Regions from separate parts of the Ovis aries genome. Here region 1 is linked to region 2. Evidence: chromatin contacts called from public Hi-C data. All regions are on one chromosome and are shown on one strand. The core of a region is the stretch at or near the end of the contact, and the rest is flanking DNA. Distances in the headings are between cores, read along the strand shown. Region 1 has its middle 16 kb from the start of ZNRF2. Region 2 has its middle 100 kb from the start of NOD1.

Region 1 (6,479 bases), core at 2,936-5,435, 150 kb before region 2:
GTCCTTTCTTACCCCACTCAAATATCCTGGATATATTAATACTACTGAGCAGGTATTCTCAGTTTAGCTGGGTTTGGGAAGCGGTCATTGCCATTTGGGTGTGGGGAGAAGGCCCTGTTAGAATCACCCAGGGTCTTTATCTAAGGTACATGACTCCCAGCTCTTTTGATATGCACCCTGCCCTTTTAAGGCCAAAATGCCAGCTGACAGTATGCCCTATTGAGGCTGTGGGAAAGGCAGGAAAAGCAAAAGTGAGAACCACTGATCTCTTCAGCAATGGTTCCCCACCTTCTAGGTTTCACAGGTGAATAAAAATTCAAAATGAGTTTGGGAATTAATATCAGGGTGCCAATATTTCATTGTGTCAAAGAAGGAAGGAAAAAAAAATCCCAAATAAGCAAAAAAACCAACAAACAAAAAACCAAAAAACACCAAATTCCCCAAACTACTGCTCTCTACAATTATCGTAAGATTAGGAAGCACATAATCTTAAAGGAAAGTTTTGTGAAATGAATATGTTAAGCCTTAAGAAATTTTAAATATGGTAGCAGAAAATTTCACGTCTTAACCATTTCTAAGTGTACGGTTGGGTAATGTTAATTATGTTCAATTATTGTGTAAGCAGCCTCCAAAATTTTTCATCCTGCCAAACTAAAATTCTGTACCCCTTAACAACTCATAATATCTGCCTCCCCCTAGCCCCTGACAACCACCATTCTACTTTTGGTCTCTATGGATTTGACTGCTCTAGGTACCTCATGTAAGAGGAATCACACAGTATTTTTGTTTGTTTTCGTGACCGACTCCTTTCCAGTCTTCTGCTCCCCACTATGTGAGAATACAATGAGAAGATAGTAATTTACAAATCAGGAGGCTCTCATCTGACACCAGGTCTACTGGCAGCTCCAGAGCTGTGAGAAATAAATGTCTATTGTTCGAGTAAAAAAAATCTGAATAATATTTTATCATATGTATATACTACATTCTTTTAATCCATTCATCCACAGATGAACACAGGTTGCTCCCACCTTTAGGCTATTTCTAGTAATGCTGCTATGAACAGGGTGAAGAAATCTGTTTGAGTCACTGCTTTCAATTCTTTTGAGTATAATCCCAGAGGTGGGATTGCTGGATCATATGGTAATTGAATGCTTAATTTTTGGAGGTACCATCATATTGTTGGAAGACATTTAGCTTTTTCTAGATAAGAAAGCAAGTGCTGCATTGAACTAATTTTTCTTAGTTTACTGTGAAGGCTTCATCACATACCTGCATCAATGCCTAGATCAATACCGTAGATCAATGCCTAGAATTACTGCTTCAACAGATATAAACTTATTTCTGATGCTATCCACTCTTCAAATGAGGAAATCTGGGTTCTTTATATCTTGCCTGACAAGAAAGATAATTATTTTTCATCATAAAATATCCATTAAGTAGTTAGGAAAAGTATAAAAATCCATTAGCTTGATTACACTAAATTATGAAAAACAAGACAGTTTCTATTATTCACTTTATCAAGTCATCACTATTTTAAATTTGACTATAGGTCATTATCACTCTAATATTGAGTATTGAAGACAACAGACATTTGCTTTTCCCCTGCATAGTGACTGAGTTTATAAAACTCCTCGAGGAGATACTCTTGCTTTCCAAAACTCATTTCTCTAAAGTTCATGTGTATCAAACTAGGTAAAATTTCTGAATGATGGGGCTTAAAAAATTTTTGTTTTCAAATTATTCTTTTTCAGTTCTTTGTGAGCTCCAGAAGAAACTCTTTTACTACTGAAAGTCATTAGTTATTATCAAATAACTTTAATTCAGTAGGAAAAAAATCCTAATAAAAGAAAAGAAAATCCTGCTGTATTAAAATGAAATCTTAATTGTAGCTGCCATATTGGCCTTAACGGTCTTGACAGTATTTTTCACATCACCCAGTCATTGGAGAGGGGCAGGCATGAAGAAACAGAGCAAAATTTATTAGTAGTATGACGTGTCTTAAAAGACCTTACTCCTTGGAAGGAAAGTTATGACCAACCTAGATAGCATATTAAAAAGCAGAGACATTACTTTGTCAACAAAGGTCCGTCTAGTCAAGGCTATGGTTTTTCCAGTGGTCATGTAAGGATGTGAGAGTTGGACTACAAAGAAAGCTGAGTACTGAAGAATTGATGCTTTTGAACTGTGGTGTTGGAGAAGGCTCTTGAGAGTCCCTTGGACTGCAGTGAGATCCAACCAGTCCATCCTAAAGGAGATCAGTCTGGAAGGACTGATGTTGAAGTTGAAACTCCAATCCTTTGGCCACCTCATGCGAAGAGCTGACTCATTTGAAAAGACCCTGATGCTGGGAAAGATTGAAGGCAGGAGGAGAAGGCGACGACAGAGGATGAGATGCTTGGATGGCATCACCAACTCAATGGACATGGGTTTGGGTGAACTCTGAGAGCTGGTGATGGACAGGGAGGCCTGGAGTGCTACGGTTCATGGGGTTGCGAAGAGGCGGTCACGACTGAGCGACTGAACTGAACTGAACTAATGACGTGTGTTAAAAGACATACTAGAGAAACTCTGTAGATGTACATCTGAATGTTAATAGAAATGTTGCATTTTACTGAAGAAATTCCAGATCTCTCATAATTCCTCCCTGGAATGCCAATGAATCATAATTTCAATATGTTACAAATTCTAAAAAGTAACAAATTGTCATTTCCAAACCTGTGAATCTGCTCTTTGCGCAAGTCATGTCTGAAGTTCCTCCTATTTAAATATCGCTTTTGTTTTTGCTTGGCTTACAAAGAACTCAATTCTGGAAATGTTTTTTTATCTCTTTCTTACTTCTGACACTCAAAACTGAATCAGAGATCCCTCATGAAGTGTTTGTGTGTGTATGTGTGTGTGTGTTTTCTTTTTGCCCTTTCTCTGCTAAATCTGTGTGCTTTTAGTGTAGCACATTTTATTTTCCCATCTGTATGATTTGCTTGAAGCTTGGTATTTTTATGCCATAAAAGAAAATGTTCTAAATGTATGGAAAAAATACACTTCATTGTAAAATCCGATGAAGTTATTCCACACTGTTTCAGACAGTTGTAAGAGTGTTTTTTGGCATTAATCTTCTAGAGTTTATTATTTGTTCACAATCTGCCCATGGAATGAAAACAAATCTCCACCCAATCATTTCATTAGCCCTGTAGACTCTTCCTTTCCCACTGTTTCTGATGCCGGTCAGCCTCTTACTAATTTTTTTTTTCTGGTGGTAAAATATACATAACAAAAATTTTAATCGTTAAAATAATTTTATTTTAAGTATCATTGATTTACAATGTTGTTAATTTCCGCTATACAGCAAACAGCAAAGTGATTCAGTTACACATACGTATATTCTTTTTCATACTTTTTTCCATTACTATTTAAGGATAATGATTATAGTTCTCTGTGCTATACAGTAGGACCTTGTTTATTTAAAGCATCTTTAAGTGTACAGCTCAGTGGCAGTTGAGTGTATTCACATGATTGTGCAGCCCTCATCATTTTGTACTTGAGTTACTGCAACAGCCTTCAAAACCCAGTCTTGCTTCTAATTTTGCCCGCAGTAAGGAAACATAGAAATTGTAACTCTGTTGACTTATTTTCACCATGTGCATCCGGAGAAAAAAAGTGAAATGTAAGGGGCATTCTTTGCCGTTTCTTCTGTGCTTTAGGCTACATAGCTCATGAAGATCAAAGGCAGATAAAGTTCCAGGGGCGAAAAAAGGCATGTACTTGCTGCACTTGTGCTTCCCTGGCCCAGATTATTCCTTGCTCCCGATATCAGAGCCGAAGCGATTGCTTTGTGTACCTTGAAAACGTAAATGCTCTTAAACTGATTTGGCACTAAAGGGTCTGGTCACCAGAAGCACCGAAAGGCTTTTAGAAGCAAAATTTGTAGCTTAATAGAGCGCAGAAATGATTATTTCTCAAAACAAAATGCAAAATTCTTAGATGGCTGAACTTTGTACACACGCACGCGCGCGCGCACACACACACACACACACACACACACACACACACACACACAGCGTAAAGGAGCCTAACCCGCCTTGGCCCCGCCCACGACTGCTGACGTCACCTGGTCAGTCTCCTGGTCGACGCCGAGTCCTGAGCTGTCTAGGAGGGTAAGAGCATCGAAAACGAAAACGAGGAACCGGTTGACGCCAACTGTTTCAGGTTTGGAGCCTTTAGCAGTGCAGTTTTGGATCACTAGATGTCAGTGTGGGCTTTCCCGACCGCCTCTGCAGGAGATGCACCAGATCCTGGGTCCTTACCCAAGTCCTGGCAAACACAGGGCTATTTTCAGAACTGTAATTTCACCAAATATATTATATACTTACATATTTTGACTTTTCAGAGCTCTTGTAAAACACAGAAACCCTGAACCAAAGGCTGTTCTTTTTAATGCTATGACCTAATCTCAGTGCTTGCATTTGGAAGACAGCTTACCACGCTGTTTTGAGGCAGGTGATGGGAAGTCCCAGCTGTGTTCCACTTAGGGTCTTTCAAAAGCAGCGTGCGATCTCAGATACTTGTAATACCTAGCTTCAGGAAATCAAGCATCTTATGCTCCCATGACTCGTGAATAGGGCAGGAAGCCAAGAAAAAATATGTATGACTAGCTACATAAGAATTTCATTGGCCATGGTTATTAGATTTTTTTTTAATGCAGTTTGTCATCAGGGAGCTTCTGAAGTCTTAAAGAACAATCAATATATTCGTTTCCTATGGCTGCTGTTGGAGAAGGAAATGGCAACCCACTCCAGTATTCTTGCCTAGAGAATTACATGGGCAGAGGACCCTGGCAAAAAGTCCGACACAATTGACTAACACACTTGGCTGCTGTAACAAATTACCACAAACAATTGCCTAAAAACAATACAAATTTACTGTCTTGCAGTATTAGAGGTCAGAAATCTGAAATGGGTTGCACTGACTAAAACCAAGATGTTGGTGGGACTGTGTTCCTCTTGAAGGATCTCGAGAGAATCCATTTCCTTGCCTTTTCCAGCTTCGAGAAGCTACCAGCGTTCCTTGGCTTGTAGCCCCCTGTCTTTAGCAATGGCCCACTGAGTTCTTCTTGCACTGTATCACTCTTCTTGCATGTATCATTTTGAAAGGTCAAAATATGTAAGTATATATTTGGTGAAATTACAGTTCTGAAAATAGCCCTGTGTTTGCCAGGACTTGGGGAAGGACCCAGGATGCTGTCTGGTATATCTCCTGGAGAGCAGAGAGGGTGGTGGTCGGGAAAATCCACACTGATATCTAGTGCCTCTCCTCTCCTCCTCCCTTTTTCATCTATAAGGAACCTTGAAATTATTATTTTTAAAATTTTATTTAATTGAAGGCTAATTACAATATTGTAGTGTTTTTTTGCCATGCATTGACACGAATCAGCCATGGGTGTACATGTGTTCCCCATCCTGAAACCCCCTCCCACCTTCCTCCCCATCCCATCCCTCTGGGTCATCCCAGTGCACCAGCCTTGAGCCCCCTGTCTCATGCATTGAACCTGGACTGGCGATCTGTTTCACATATGATAATATACATGTTTCAATACTCTTCTCTCAGATCATCCCTCCCTTGCCTTCTCCCACAGAGTCCAAAAATCTCTTCTTTACATCTGTGTCTCTTTCTCTGTCTCGTATATAGGATCATTGTTACGATCTTTCTAAATTCCATATATATGCATCAGTATACTGTACTGGTGTTTTTCTTTCTGGCTTACTTCACTCTGTATAATAGGCTCCAGTTTCATCCACCTCATTAGAACTGATTCAAATGTATTCTTCTTAATGGCTGAGTAATACTCCATTGTGTATATGTACCACAGGTTTCTTATCCTTTTGTCTGCCAATGGACATCTAGATTGCTTCCATGTCCTGGTTATTATAAACAGTGCTGCGATGAACATTGGGGTACACGTGTCTCTTTCAATTCTGGGAACCTTGAAATTAAATTGGGACCATTCAGATCATACAATCTCCCTATCTCAAGACCCTTCATTTATTTATACCTGCAAAGTCCCTCTTGCCATGTAAGGTAATCACAAGTACCATAGATAAAGGCATAGACCTCATTAGGTGGCCATTTCCCTGCCTATCACAGTCATTATTTAAGTACAACAATATAAGATGCAATTTTTAGATACGTATTTTTTATTTGCTGATGTATCTGTCTATGCCGGGTCTTACTTGAGGCACAATGATCTTTGATCTTTGTTGTGGCATGCAGGATCTTTATCAGTTGCAGCCTGTAAGATCTTTAGTTGTGGCATGCAAACTGTTAGTTGCGGCATGTGGGGTCTAGTTCCTTGACCAGGGCTTGAATTGGCCTATTAAAAAGTTCATCACCTCAAAAACTGTATCTTAGTCACTGAGATTTTCCTGGTGGTCCAGTGGCAAAGATGCAACTTTTGAGGTGATGAACTTTTTAATAGCCTAATTCAC
Region 2 (6,130 bases), core at 2,398-4,897:
TCCTGAGGACAGGTATTTGAGGGAAGATTGCAAATGCTTCTTACTTAATACCTTTTTTTTTTTTCCAACACAAAGGAATTGAAATGAGCAAAAATCCTCCTGAAAAATGTTTCCACGTTTAGAAGAAATATATTCTACTCTGTTTTTGCTTTCCTGTTACCCTCTGAAGAGATAATTGTTTAACAGTAAATGTAGACCATGGCATTAACACCTTGTCTGCACTGTCTTAACTTCCTCTTGAAATGGCACAGCCCTTCTTCCCATGTGAAGCCAGTCTGTCACCTGTGCTGGAGATCCCAGCCTCCTTGCCTTCTCAGGAGCCACGCATTCTCATTTATTCCTTATTCCTCTAGTACTCACCTTTCCCTCCCATCCCATCTTTACCATGAACATTTAGCTCCTTCTCATCTTAAGTTGGGCTTCCCTGGTGGCTCAGATGGTAAAGAATCTGCCTGCAATATGGGAAACACGGGTTTGATCCCTGGAGAAGGAAGATCCCTCGAAGAAGGAAATAGCAACACACTCCAGTATTCTTGCCTGGAGAATTCTATGGACAGAGGAGCCTGGCAGGCTACAGTCCGTGGGGTCGCAAAGAGTCAGACACGACTGAGTGGCTAACACTTTCATCTCAAGTCAGATGAGGGACCCTCCCTAGACTCCATATCCCCTTTGAGCCACTGTCCTGTCTTTCTGCTTCACATGGTATTTCTGGAAAGGTATTTTCCTCTTCCAGTTATTTCTCAGTCCGCTCCAGTGGCTTCCCTGTTTCCAGTTTAACAAAACGGCTGTTACTAAGGGGACCCATAACCTCTGTGTCACTAAATGCATGGGCATTTACTTTGACTTACAGAAACATTCAGCAGCAGTGTAATCTCCTTCTTGAGACCTCTCTATTCATCATTGGCTGTCTGTTGTTCTGTCAATAATGAAGTACTGTGTCTTTGACCCAGGAGGCTCAGGTCTCACGCTAGCTTCCATGAAACAGTGTCTAACTTCTGACTTGTGAATAGGCCAAAATCCAGTCCCAGACATGACACCATTGTATTCCTAGCAGTTCCAGAGTGCTTGGCATGAAGTAGGTGTTCAATATTTGTGAGCTGGATGGATGGACAGACAGATGGACTTTCTCAGTTCTGCCAAGATACTGCAGGGATCAGACCTGAAGAGCCAACCATGTTCTGGATTCATTCTGGGGTCATGGGGGGAGACAGCTGAGAGAACATGAACGTTAATTTGATCTGAAGTTTCTCTGGGCTTATGTGTCTCATTGGAGAGTATTTTGAACAGCCAGCTTCTCTTCTGAAATGTAAACCATCTGACAGAGGTAATCCTATTAGTTCCATTTTATTCTGAATTACTTGAATCCGTGTAATGTTTTAATATTTAGCTGAGTGTAGCAATAGTGCGTGGGGAGGGTTGATGTGGGAGGTCTGCAGCCTGGAGTGGGCAGAGGCCTGGGTTCTCTTTCAAAGGGGGAATTCTGGATATTCCTGGGTTTCTTGGAGAGGATATGACGGTGGGGGAACCAGGAAGTGAGAATGAGAAGTGGGTAACAGCAAAGGCACATTTGGTCGGCCTCAAGATCTACCCAGAGCCTGCCAGCAGTCACTGGGGACATGCCATAGACGTTCATCTCTGAAGCTCCTGGTGACAGAAAGCTTCAGACTGTAATTGTCCCTGTTGGGATGGATTGTTCCCCTTTTACAAAGTAACATAAGCATAGTTTTTGCACATAGAATATAATTATTTTCAGGACAGATAAAAGAGTGAAAAGAATGAATGAAAAAATTTATACCTACTAAGATTTCTTGAATTAGATGCTGAATAATGTGTGGAAAGGCCAACAGCCTTTATGTTGACAGAGGGGTTCTTGGAATAGACAAAGGAGACAAGAATTATCTAGGGTTTGACTATCAACAGGAGGGATATCACCCCTAAGGAGGTAAAAGTTGGTTCTTGGTGGGGGAAAAAGAGTTTAGCTATTCAGTGGCCTGCAGGGTCAGGGTACCTAAACAGAAATACAGTATATTTGTGGTATTAAGAGTTTTATGGTGGAAGAGGGGATTAGGTAAAAATGTCTTAAAATTCTCTTTACAGGGGTGATAATGAAAAAAAGTTGAGAAAAATGGACTAGATGATTCAGATGGAAGCATAACGTTGACCACCAATAGGCCCTCCTCTTGGGAATATATGTTGACTCAGCAGAAGGAAAGAGATCTCACACATTGTCTGGTGAGTACCCACTGGGAGATCTAAAAGCAGCGGTGGGCAGCTGGGCTGTTCCCTGGAGCTGCTCAGTAGGTGATGAGCTGCTGGCTCCGTACAAATGCAGTGCCCAAGATGCCAAGCTGATGGGTCCCGACACATATGGCCAGCTCCTGGACAAGACACAGCAATAGGAGGGTATGAATCAGGATGGGAGTCAGGATTCCAGTGGCTAACCCACCCACCTTCCACACTCCTGTTCTGACCTCCCTCCATCACTACTCTTCTCTCCTGCTAGCTCTCAAGACTGCCATTATTCGTTTATGCTGGAGGCTGGGGGATCAGTAGCTATGTCAACCAAGTGGATGAAAAGAATGCTAGAAACACAGAACCACATGCTGACATCAAAGACAGAAATGACCTTCAGCCATACGATTTTAGTGTAGAATGCCAGATAATTCACTCTAATATCTGTGAAGTCAACTTAAAATGCAACAGACTTTAAGCTTGCCTAATCCCTGCTTCTGAATAGGACCTGGACAGGCAGTTCCTTAACAAAATAAAAATGGAGACAGTGTCAGGTACGTCAGGATACTTAGTTCTTGCGTGCATGCTGAGTCACTTCAGTCATGTCTGGCTCTGTGTGATCCTATGGACCAGAGCCCACCAGGCTCCTCTGTCCATGGGGTTCTCCAGACAAGAAGAGTGGGTTGCTGTCCCCTCCTCCAGGGGATCTACCCAACTCAGGGATCGAACTGGCACCTCTTAGGTCTGCCTGCATTAGCAGGAGGGTTCTTTATCGCTCATGCCACCTAGGAAGCTTAGTTCTTATCCCATAGGTATTCAGCCTCTGGCTTCTGGTTTCTGAGTTGCTTACAAGTCTAGACACTGCTGTCAGTTTGAAAATGGCGGTGTTGTTTCAGAGGGGCTCTCAAGGTGGGGAATGATGGCTTAGCACTGCTCCTCCTTTTGCCCTATCTCTGATGCTCATTAAGGTCGTGCTAGAGGGGAAAGGTCTGATTAGATAACAAATGTTGCTACTTCTAGAGCCCTACTACATGTCAGACACTGTTTTAAGTGCTTTATAAAAATATTTATTAATTTACTCCTCGTAACCAAACAGCCCTGCAAAGGGAGCAGTACTACTACAGATGGAAAGCTCAGGGACAGAAAAGCTAAGTCATTGTCCAAGGTCACACAAGTGGCAGCACTGGAATTTGAACCCAGACCCTCAGTACCCACAGACCTGGCTGTAACTCTGCTGTTTCTCTCCCTAACTTAACAGTGTCTTTGAAGTCATGGATGAATGCACTGACAATGAAATTGCTCTTAACACCATGTACTTTGGATTTTTATGTAAGTAGAACACTGGATCAGTATCAGCACCCCCTACACAATTGAATCCTTCAGGCCACTTATGTAATGGACTAATCGCTGGATACATGCTGCCCTCTTGTGATGGAAATAATCCCAGTATGACCTTCCCCAGGTCTCTGGAATACACCTACTTCCTTTGGTCCAGTCCCATGGTTGTGGCTGGCAGAGGATGTGTGGGCTTTGAAGAGTCAGACTTGGGTCACCCGACATTCTCCAGGGTGTTCCTCACCTTGAGACTGTCAGTCAGTGAGACTTGAAAACAGGAGTCCCGAGTTTTGGAGCTTTTCGCATCATTGGTATATAAAAATAAGACCAGACTTCCCAGAGCAACACTTAAGATACCCCACCTAAGTCCTTGGGGAGCAGAGTTCATTTTGTTTAACTTGCCCTAGTGGATTGAGATCAGGTTTAATAGGCTTGGCAAAAAAAAAAAAGGTCAACTGGAGAATGAACTGGAGGTTACAGACTGTCAGAACAGAAGGGAAAATAAAGCCAGCCAGAAGGCCTGTGTTCTAGTTCTTGCTCTACAGATAATGTGTGTGACCTTGGGCAAGTCTCTTTTGCCCTCTGAGCCAGTGTCCTCACTGGCATGGTAAGAAGGCTGAACTTACCAGGGCCTGTCTGTGGCGGTAGCATCCCTGTGTGTGTGGGCAGGGCCTGGGTGCCATCTAGGGTACAGGTCCAAGGCAGGGAGTCTCATTCCTATTCAAAGGAGATAGTACATTGTTCTCTAACTTCCACCCACTTCCAAACCATTTATTAGACTCCTAAACCTGATGGATTCATGTAGATTGAAAAAAAAAATTAAAATTCACAGCAAGAATCTTTGACTTGCTAATCCCACTCCAAAGAAATAATCCTAAAGAAACTTTTTTACTTCCATAGAAATGTCTATAATAATCATCCCTACAGCCAGTCTGGACACCTGAATGTCTAATACCTGGGACATAATTAAGCAAATTAACATAACAATACAATACAAATGATAATTATAAAGATTAATAACTGTGGGAAAACTAAATAAATTATAAATGTTCACTGTTCCTAAAAAAGGAAATTCTGACATAGATGAACTTTGAGGACATCATGCTAAGAGTCACAGAAAGACTCTGTTTGGCTTTACTTATGTGAGGGAACTAGAATAGTCAAAATCATAGAGAAAGAAAGTAGTAGGTGGTTGCCAGAAGTGGGGCCAGGAGGAATTATGTTTAATGAGCATAGAGTTTTAGTTTTATAAGAAGAGTAATTCTGGAGATGGGCATTGGTGATGGTTACACAACATATGAATGTGTTTATACCACTGAAATGTATAGAAATGATTAAGATGATAAATTGTATATTACATGTATTTTACAGTAATAAAAGTCTCCATGTAGGCAAAATAGGGAAAAATGACATGCAAAAATTAAGTTGCTATTAGCATTATTATAAGCATTATTTGCAGAGTACATCACGAGAAATGCTGGACTGGAAGAAACACAAGCTGGAATCAAGATTGCTGGGAGAAATATCAATAATCTCAGATATGCAGATGACACCACCCTTATGGCAGAAAGTGAAGAGGAACTAAAAAGCCTCTTGATGAAAGTGAAAGAGGAGAGTGACAAAGTTGGCTTATAGCTCAACATTCAGAGAACAAAGATCATAGTATCTGGTCCCATCACTTCATGGGAAATAGATGGGGAAACAGTGGAAACAGTGTCAGACACTATTTTTTGGGCTCCAAAATCACTGCAGATGGTGATTTCAGCCATGAAATTAAAAGACGCTTACTCCTTGGAAGAAAAGTTATGACCAATCTAGATAGCATATTCAAAAGCAGAGACATTACTTTGCCAACAAAGGACCATCTAGTCAAGGCTATGGTTTTTCCAGTGGTCATGTATGGATGTGAGAGTTGGACTGTGAAGAAGGCTGAGCGCCGAAGAATTGATGCTTTTGAAATGTGGTGTTGGAGAAGACTCTTGAGAGTCCCTTGGACTGCAAGGAGATCCAACCAGTCTATCCTAAAGGAGATCAAACCTGGGATTTCTTTGGAAGGACTGATGCTAAAGCTGAAACTCCAGTACTTTGGCCACGTCGTGCAAATAGTTGACTCAATAGAAAAGACTCTGATGCTGGGAGGGATTAGGGGCAGGAGGAGAAGGGGATGACCGAGGATGAGATGGCTAGATGGCATCACTGACTCGATGGCCTTGAGTCTGAGTGAACTCTGGGAGATGGTGATGGACAGGGAGGCCTGGTGTGCTGCGATTCATGGGGTCGCAAAGAGTCAGACAGGACTGAGCGACTGAACTGAACTGAAGCATTATTTTCCACAGTTTATTGTGATCCACATAGTCAAAGGCTTTGGCATAGTCAATAAAGCAGAAATAGTGTTTTTCTGGAACTCTCTTGTTTTTTCAATGATCCAGCAGATGTTGACAAGTTGATCTCTGGTTCCTCTGCCTTTTCTAAAACCAGCTTGAACATCTGGAAGTTCACGGTTCACATATTGCTGAAGCCTGGCTTGGAGAATTTTGAGCATTACTTTACTAGCGTGTGAGAT

Evidence for each region. A called contact is a pair of places that touch in the nucleus more often than the background predicts.
Region 1: a Hi-C map of liver shows a contact between it and region 2, with 5 times the contacts expected there. The contact joins two enhancer-like sites. A contact is called at or near these places in 7 of 16 Hi-C or Micro-C datasets (hypothalamus, liver, muscle and 3 more).

Annotation. Positions count from the first base shown.
Region 1 is chr4:67,602,492-67,608,970 of ARS-UI_Ramb_v3.0, reverse strand. No RefSeq gene overlaps it. Among named protein-coding and RNA genes, the nearest start is that of ZNRF2, 16 kb to the right of the region's middle. Within about 2 kb of position 4,185, at least 40 of the 54 cell types and tissues checked have an H3K27ac peak or open chromatin away from gene starts, as enhancers often do. A contact at or near this core is called in liver, where this site is marked.
Region 2 is chr4:67,454,513-67,460,642 of ARS-UI_Ramb_v3.0, reverse strand. No RefSeq gene overlaps it. Among named protein-coding and RNA genes, the nearest start is that of NOD1, 100 kb to the right of the region's middle. Within about 2 kb of position 3,647, at least 5 of the 54 cell types and tissues checked have an H3K27ac peak or open chromatin away from gene starts, as enhancers often do. A contact at or near this core is called in liver, where this site is marked.